2 separate regions of the Anas platyrhynchos genome follow, and region 1 is linked to region 2. Evidence: chromatin contacts called from public Hi-C data. All regions are on one chromosome and are shown on one strand. Each heading gives the region's core, a stretch centred on a gene start, on an enhancer-like site or on the middle of the called end of the contact. The rest is flanking DNA. Distances are from core to core; before and after follow the strand shown. Region 1 overlaps MICU1 (mitochondrial calcium uptake 1). Region 2 overlaps MICU1 (mitochondrial calcium uptake 1).

Region 1 (3,579 bases), core at 1,072-3,571, 36 kb before region 2:
CCCCTCTCCGACTTACCGTGTTTTTAAGGGGCTGAGTTCATTAGAGCCCTCCTTGGAAAAGGAACGGCACGAACCCGCTAGGCACTCGTGTGAAAAGCCACTTAATGTGAACAAAAACATCACATGCAAAGCAGGGAGGGAAGGTGGGAGACAATGTCAGAAGAGAGAAAAGCACAAGAGGAGAGCGGCTGCGTTACGTAACGCTGAGGACAGAAATAGGTCTGTTGTCTAAATCAATGAGAACTACGAACAGCAAAATCAGGTGCCTTAATGCCATGAACTCAGGGAAAAGAGACAAGTTTGGCAGAACAAAACTGTTCCCTTTTCACAGCTCAATTTTGCAGTTCAAATGAGCATCAAAAATGCTAAGCACAGCATGGTGCTGTGTTCAAGGGTGCCCTCGTGAATTCAGTAACAATGCTTTTAGGACATTAACTTCCCACATCTTATCTTGTGCTACCCCAAATTAACAAATAGCATCTTAGAAAGGCAGCTAAATGTTCACCAGGAAGATGGACAATTGGCTGAAGTCACTAAGAACTAAATGAGAACTGAACTGGTGCAGAAGGAAAAGAAGAACAAGTACCAAGAAGCTAAAAACCCATTGCTTCCTAATGAGATATATGGGAACCCGTGGAGGGGGCACACGACTCCAGCACAGTTAGAAATAATCCTTGAGTGCCTGCTCGTCGCCTGGCCCTGGAGAGAAAGTGGCAGTGGGAAGCCAAAGCAGAACAGTAAGGACAAAATCTCTATTTTTCTTCCTGTTGAGTTCAAGTTTCACCTTAGGTTTCTTAACCTTAAAAAGTATTTCATCCATTTTCCATTCGTCGAGGAGCTGCGAGGAACTGACACTTTCCAGCCCATAAAGAACATTCTCCTCCAGCAGCCCATTCCGCTGCAGACACGCAGCACACCGCCAGCGTTAACGAGCAGTTAAATGGACTCAGCTAACTGGACAATTACCCCCACAAAAAGCCTAGTCCTTCAGTCAGTTCCTTACTTTATAAAACTCCAAACAGAAGAGGGAATAAATTCAGGTTGGGTTCACAGTGGCTGCCTTGACGGCAACTTAATAAAACGCCGTTCATTAGCAGGATCCCACAGCCTGAGCACTGAGCACGTGGGCATTCACACACCAGGCAGAAGCCTTAGTGACCTCCGAATGCTGCCTTAACCACGTTCTGGCTGGGAGCATAAAATCCTCACTTCTGACACAAAGAAAAACCTGGCTTTACCCAAACCAGCTTGAACCTGCTCCGGAGAAGTGCGTTGCATTAAACCAAGTCAGTTCCACCTGGGGGCCAAGACAGACCCCAAGGAATCCCCATTGCTATTCTCGCACTCACATTATTTAAAACCAAATTTTGAAGCTTGGTGCTTGAAGTCAGGCTATGCAACTACAAGGAGGAGACTGGGTGCTGCTGTTAACTCATGGTGATGCACATTAAAAAGGGGACATTCAGTTCAATTCAAGGCAGAAGAGTCAGAATAGATGGACATTTCTTATTGAATGCTTACACAGCAGAAATGTTCACACCAGTGAAGCAAACGGGGAAAGAGTTTTGTGAAAGTTATAACTCCTGGTCTCAATCACCACTTACCAAGCCTAGGCAAGCCCCACATGGAGGACACACACCAGGACCTGCCTCCTGCTGCTGCAGCTCCACAAGAGCTCCAAAAAGCTCTCCGCCACTGCAGAGAGCTGGAGGTGTTCCTGGGGAGCACCACGCTCCTCACAAATTCAGCACGGACATGCAGCGCTGCCCTCTCCCTGTACACAAAAGTAAGTCAAACCTCCAGTTTGAGGATGTCGTGTTGCAGCTTGCGCTGGAATTCCAGGAAGTGGGAGATGGTGAGCTTCCCCTTCAGATCTGCCCCGAAGAAGTAGGTGGTCAGCGCAGAGTTGAAGCCGGTCTTCAGGGTGTTCCCAGTGGTCGACCGGTCTCTGTGGCGCATGCCCATGCTGGTTTGGGAGCGAATGATGCTCTGGACCTAAAAAAATTAAGAGGGAGGATGTTAGTACCAAATTCACTTGGATTGGACTTCTTTTAACCAAGTATCCTGGTTAGCTGGCACTAGCTCCAGCTAGCTCACATCGCATTTCCTTTGCCCCATGCACAAAATCGGGGTTTTTCTACCCAAGGGCACCCCTTCTTGCTGCCTGATGTTCTCTGCCACGACTGTAAGCTCCTCTATCACCCGAGCTTTGGGCAGGGGCTGCCCAAAGCAGAGCAAAGGGCTCCTCGGACAGCATCAGCCCAAACAACCCCCCGGCAGAACACACCCCACAACGCATCTGGGTTATCAGCAGACGGATATTTGCACAAACATGGCCAAGTGTGAGGTCAGGCACCATAACAGCGGCATCTTACAAAACCCTCTGCCCTGGGAATCCCAGCAAACCATCCGTGTGTGTGTCCTGGTCAAGTTCCGTGGTCTAGAAGCTGAATAAAACACCCAGAAAGTGAGAAGTCATGAGCAGGGATGGGGGAGCAGCTGCAGAGAAGAGTGAGTGCATGAACATCGTGCACAGCCCTGTGTTTAAAAAGGGATGGAGACTGCAGAGGAGAGGCGCAAGGTTTACCAGTTAAAAAACTCTTCCTCTCAAGCTCTCGGCAGCATGCCGTGCCTTCTAGAAGGCAGCACACGATCTTGTCCTCTGGTTCGCAGCAGCCCTGGAAACAGCAGCTCCTTCTTTTGCTTTGTGCTCCGCTTGAACCGTGAGCTCCGCACGCACGTTTCAGGCAAATATTTATCAGCTGCCTGAAGGGATGCGGTTTATGACCAGCTTGGAAACCTGCCCCTGCTTCTGCAGAAGCAAATGTTTACCCCGCTGCAGACGGTTCAATAGAGCATCTCCCCCCGGCTGTTATTTACAGGGCACCCCGGGCCAGGCAGCCCCGTGGCTCTCTCTCTTTCTCTCCCCATCCGTAAGAAGCCCCAGACAGTCTGGACGTCCATCTGTGGGCAGCGGAGCCAAACCCATTTGGCTGGTACCTATTTTCGGGAATTCTCCTAATACCCAGCAAGGCAGGCAGCCGCCACAAGTTGTTCTCCAGTCCTGCCAGTGCTGTCCTCCCCCACAGCTCATCGATCGTACGGCTCTGCACAGATGCTTTGCTGTCGTCTTTAGTTGTAAATGCATTTCAGCTTAAGCGTCTGATCTCTTTCGTCCTTTGGACCAGACAGGGGGAAAAAATCAAGGAAAATAGTTAAAAGCAATGGTTTGTAGAGAAATGATAACACTGCCTGTGAGTTAACTGCTTTCCATCCAGCATTTTAATTAAAAATAGGAGCGTAAACTAACAATTTCTGGTTTACATCCTGAAGGATGAGAAGCTAAAGACGATCCTGATGCAGGCACCAAACTATTTAGCGCTATGCGCTGTGTCTATGCATCAGCAGGAAAAAATCCGAGGCTCTTCAGCGAGGCACAAGAAATTAATATCTTCCTGGTGGGTAGTTAAAGCCTCTCACTCGCATATTAGCTCCATTACCACAAGTGATTTTTTTTTCCTTGATGAACACTCAAGGTCTGCAGATGTTAATGAGAAGAGAGACCTGCTGCTGGCTCTC
Region 2 (3,145 bases), core at 331-2,830:
CGGATGTGCTCCAGCACAGACATCAGGGAATTTGAAGCAGGCAGAGACAAGGCCCACCCTGGCCAGCAGCATCACAGCTCAGCTGGGCACATGAAGCTACCTGTACTCCTCTATTCCTCAATTTCCTTGGCAGAGCACTCTCTTTTTGTAGGTTTAGGAACGGTTCTTACTGTGTTTCACTTGAAAGGAATCTTGCTCTATTAAATATGCACGCTAGCTTCAGGAGGTGCTTTCTAAGCCCGAGCACTCCTGGGTTCAAAACTCCCAAGAACTCAGAGCAACACTTACAAACCTGAATTATCAACATTATTTGGCAGCATTGCAAGACAACCACTTATAAACTTGCACGGACACATTGCAGGCTCTGCTGGAGAGATGAGTTTGGCTCATACATCAGTAGCCTTCTGCCCTCCTCCTCTGTTCATTGCAGCTCCCTTGTCCTCTTGCACTTCATCCCATTGGCATAAAGCATGGGGTGAGAACACCACTTTTTTATTGGGGTGAGAACACCACTTTTTATTGTGGCAGCAGCCCAGGCACTAACTGGAGAGCAACCCCCCAATTTGTGCTGTACGAGTCAACACAGAGACAGATGATACTCAACAACGTAACTATTTGATATGAAATTTGAGGATAGGGTAAAAAGAGACTGCAGTTTACTCCTCTTTGCTGGGTTAGTTTCTGCAATCAGCACACACATACGTCACTTACTTTCGGGTTGTTTTTCATTAGGTGTTATCGATCTCACGAAATCCTGTGGCGTCATGAAAACCTCAGACTCGCCGTGCTCATTTATCACTTTCAGAGTGGCGAAGTATCTGAAGATTTTGTCTGGCGTGGAGTAGGCTCTGATCCTGTTCTCGTACTCCATCACCTGGGAATCAAACATAACCAGCATGAGATGTGCACGGTTCCACCCCAGACACCTAACCCAGTGTCACAGGATTACACTGCGAGCCTTCACTAGCGGTAAGTTTTGTCTCTCCTCTGCCACCATGAAGAGTCAAATGAAAAAGCCCTGAAGACACTTCCACGTATAACACCAAAAAGCACTAACATCAAATGGGTTAATCTAAAGCGTCTCAGCACTTCTAACCAAATTCACTGTGTCGAACAGTCTGGTTCATGACTATGAATTGAAAGAAAAAAAAAAGTCATCAAGAGATGGGAAAGTCCTTCCCCTTCAAGCTGGGCCTTGGAGAAAATGACTTGGAGCCTCAGCTGGTTGCTCGGGCATTGAGCCTCTTCTGCCCTCTTTCCTATCACCTTGGCAAAACTGCAAAAGTGTTGGTTAGCCAGTCTTCTCCGTGCTAATTTGCCACTGGCTACCTCTGCCAGCAGTGATTTTGCACCTAGAACTATTTTCCCCAAAACACAGGACTAGAATTAATCAGAGAGCAAAGCTTTTGTAATCAAAACCATGACCTAGGGGGAAAAAGGCACCAAGCCCTACACTTCATCATGCGTTAGAGCAGACGGCTTCTCTTATTAGTTTAGCTCGTTGTTTCTGCATTATTACACGCCCTGTTTAACAGTCCATCTTGTTCTTGAAGCTTTCGGTACTCCTGGCCAAGAGCCACAAAATAAAACAACAAAAAAAACAACAATCAGCTGGAAGAGACCAGGCAAGATCAAGGGTGCTGCCAAGGCATCTGTAAATAATTTACTCCTTTGGTCCTGTTTCAGCCTTGTCCTTTCACTCGGACAACTTCTCCACCCTGATGTTTATCGGGGAGAAAACACCCTCTCTCATTTTTCATATTTCTAGGACAAAACGAGGCTTCTCATCCCTCCAAGGGACACAGAGCCTTCCTCCCTACACGCGGTGCAGCTCCGCTCCCCGGCAGCCTGTGGCTGGGGGACGAGAAAGGTCCCACCTGCAGCCGCAGAGGTACTGATACGGCTTTGACATCATCTCACACTCCTCCTAACATCACCGTAGCTTTTTTTTCATACCGAAGCCCATCAGGACCACAGCAATACCCTTGCATCAACCCCTACGCCAGCTCCCTCTTTCCTCTTTTCTTCTTTTTTCACACAACGTTTTTGTCACCTCTTCCTCCTGTCCCCAGCCTTTGCCCCTACAAACCTAATCCCGTTTTTATTGCCCAAGTCCACAAGGTCCTCTAAGATATGGGGACTGAACAAAGACCACTTGGCAGCACGAGGTGGCTCCCAAAAGCAATAACGAAGCAGCAGCTTGAGTAATTCAGTCTGGAAGAAAGAAGTCAGATCTAAACCACCTGTTCCAGCAGGCTGCTCTCATCACAACCGAAATCACACTTTCCCAAACTTCCCAGGGAGATGAGCAAACACAGCAATCCGGCCTCCTTTTGCCCACAGCTGAACTCACAATTACCTCATTTCTGCTAACATCATCTTCCTAACTGGCAGAAATGAGCAACCACCCCACGACCTGCCCCTCTGACTTCAGCACCCGGCTGAACACAAGGGCAGCTCGTGAAAGGGATGGCTGGGGCTCGCCGAGTGCTAACAGCTCGCCTGTTTCAGACCCAGTGCTAAGCACACCCCCATTTAGGAGATTTTTAAGCTAATTCTAACCAACCTTGATAAAACCATCCTGGGCAGCCCTCCTCCACAACCCTCTTGCCTACAAGAGGCTCCAAGACACTTCCCTGGCCAAGCACGCTCTTGTTTTATTATTATGATGGCATTTCTTACAGAGCACGTGCTGGGGAAGGAAGATGAGCAAGGAATCCCAAAGCTGATGCCACTGTTGCGTGGCACTGCTGCAGTCGTGTTGCTGCTAAGCTTTGTGTTAAGAGGAAAAAAATCCCATGCAGACATGAAAAAATAAAGCTCTAATTAGCATCTCAGTTCACAGCCTGACTGTACAAGAGAACGGGATCTCGGGCTGTCCTATACAAAGTCCTATACAAGGACCTATACAAGCATGGGTCACAGCACGTGCCCTGGCCTCATCCATGCAGCACCCAGCACCAGTGATTTGTATTTCGGCTTCCTCTTGGCTGAATCACTGCCCAAAATAGCAATGTCACATCTAATTTATTGCCTCACCGCCGATCAACTGCATTAAAAGCAACACTAGGATAACAAACAAGCGTTCAAATTAAGCTTAATTGGGAGTATTTGTCCTCAAGGAAAACCCCACGCTGTTTTCGGC

The links. A called contact is a pair of places that touch in the nucleus more often than the background predicts.
Region 1: a Hi-C map of skeletal muscle shows a contact between it and region 2, with 1.9 times the contacts expected there. The contact joins two enhancer-like sites.

What each region holds. Positions count from the first base shown.
Region 1 is chr6:6,761,538-6,765,116 of IASCAAS_PekinDuck_T2T, reverse strand. It overlaps MICU1 (mitochondrial calcium uptake 1), which reads right to left. Exons shown (of 15, transcript XM_038181198.2): 11 at 1,798-1,995. Among named protein-coding and RNA genes, the nearest start is that of DNAJB12, 16 kb to the left of the region's middle. Within about 2 kb of position 2,321, at least 4 of the 8 cell types and tissues checked have an H3K27ac peak or open chromatin away from gene starts, as enhancers often do.
Region 2 is chr6:6,725,001-6,728,145 of IASCAAS_PekinDuck_T2T, reverse strand. It overlaps MICU1 (mitochondrial calcium uptake 1), which reads right to left. Exons shown (of 15, transcript XM_038181198.2): 6 at 712-874. Among named protein-coding and RNA genes, the nearest start is that of MICU1, 28 kb to the right of the region's middle. Within about 2 kb of position 1,580, at least 1 of the 8 cell types and tissues checked has an H3K27ac peak or open chromatin away from gene starts, as enhancers often do.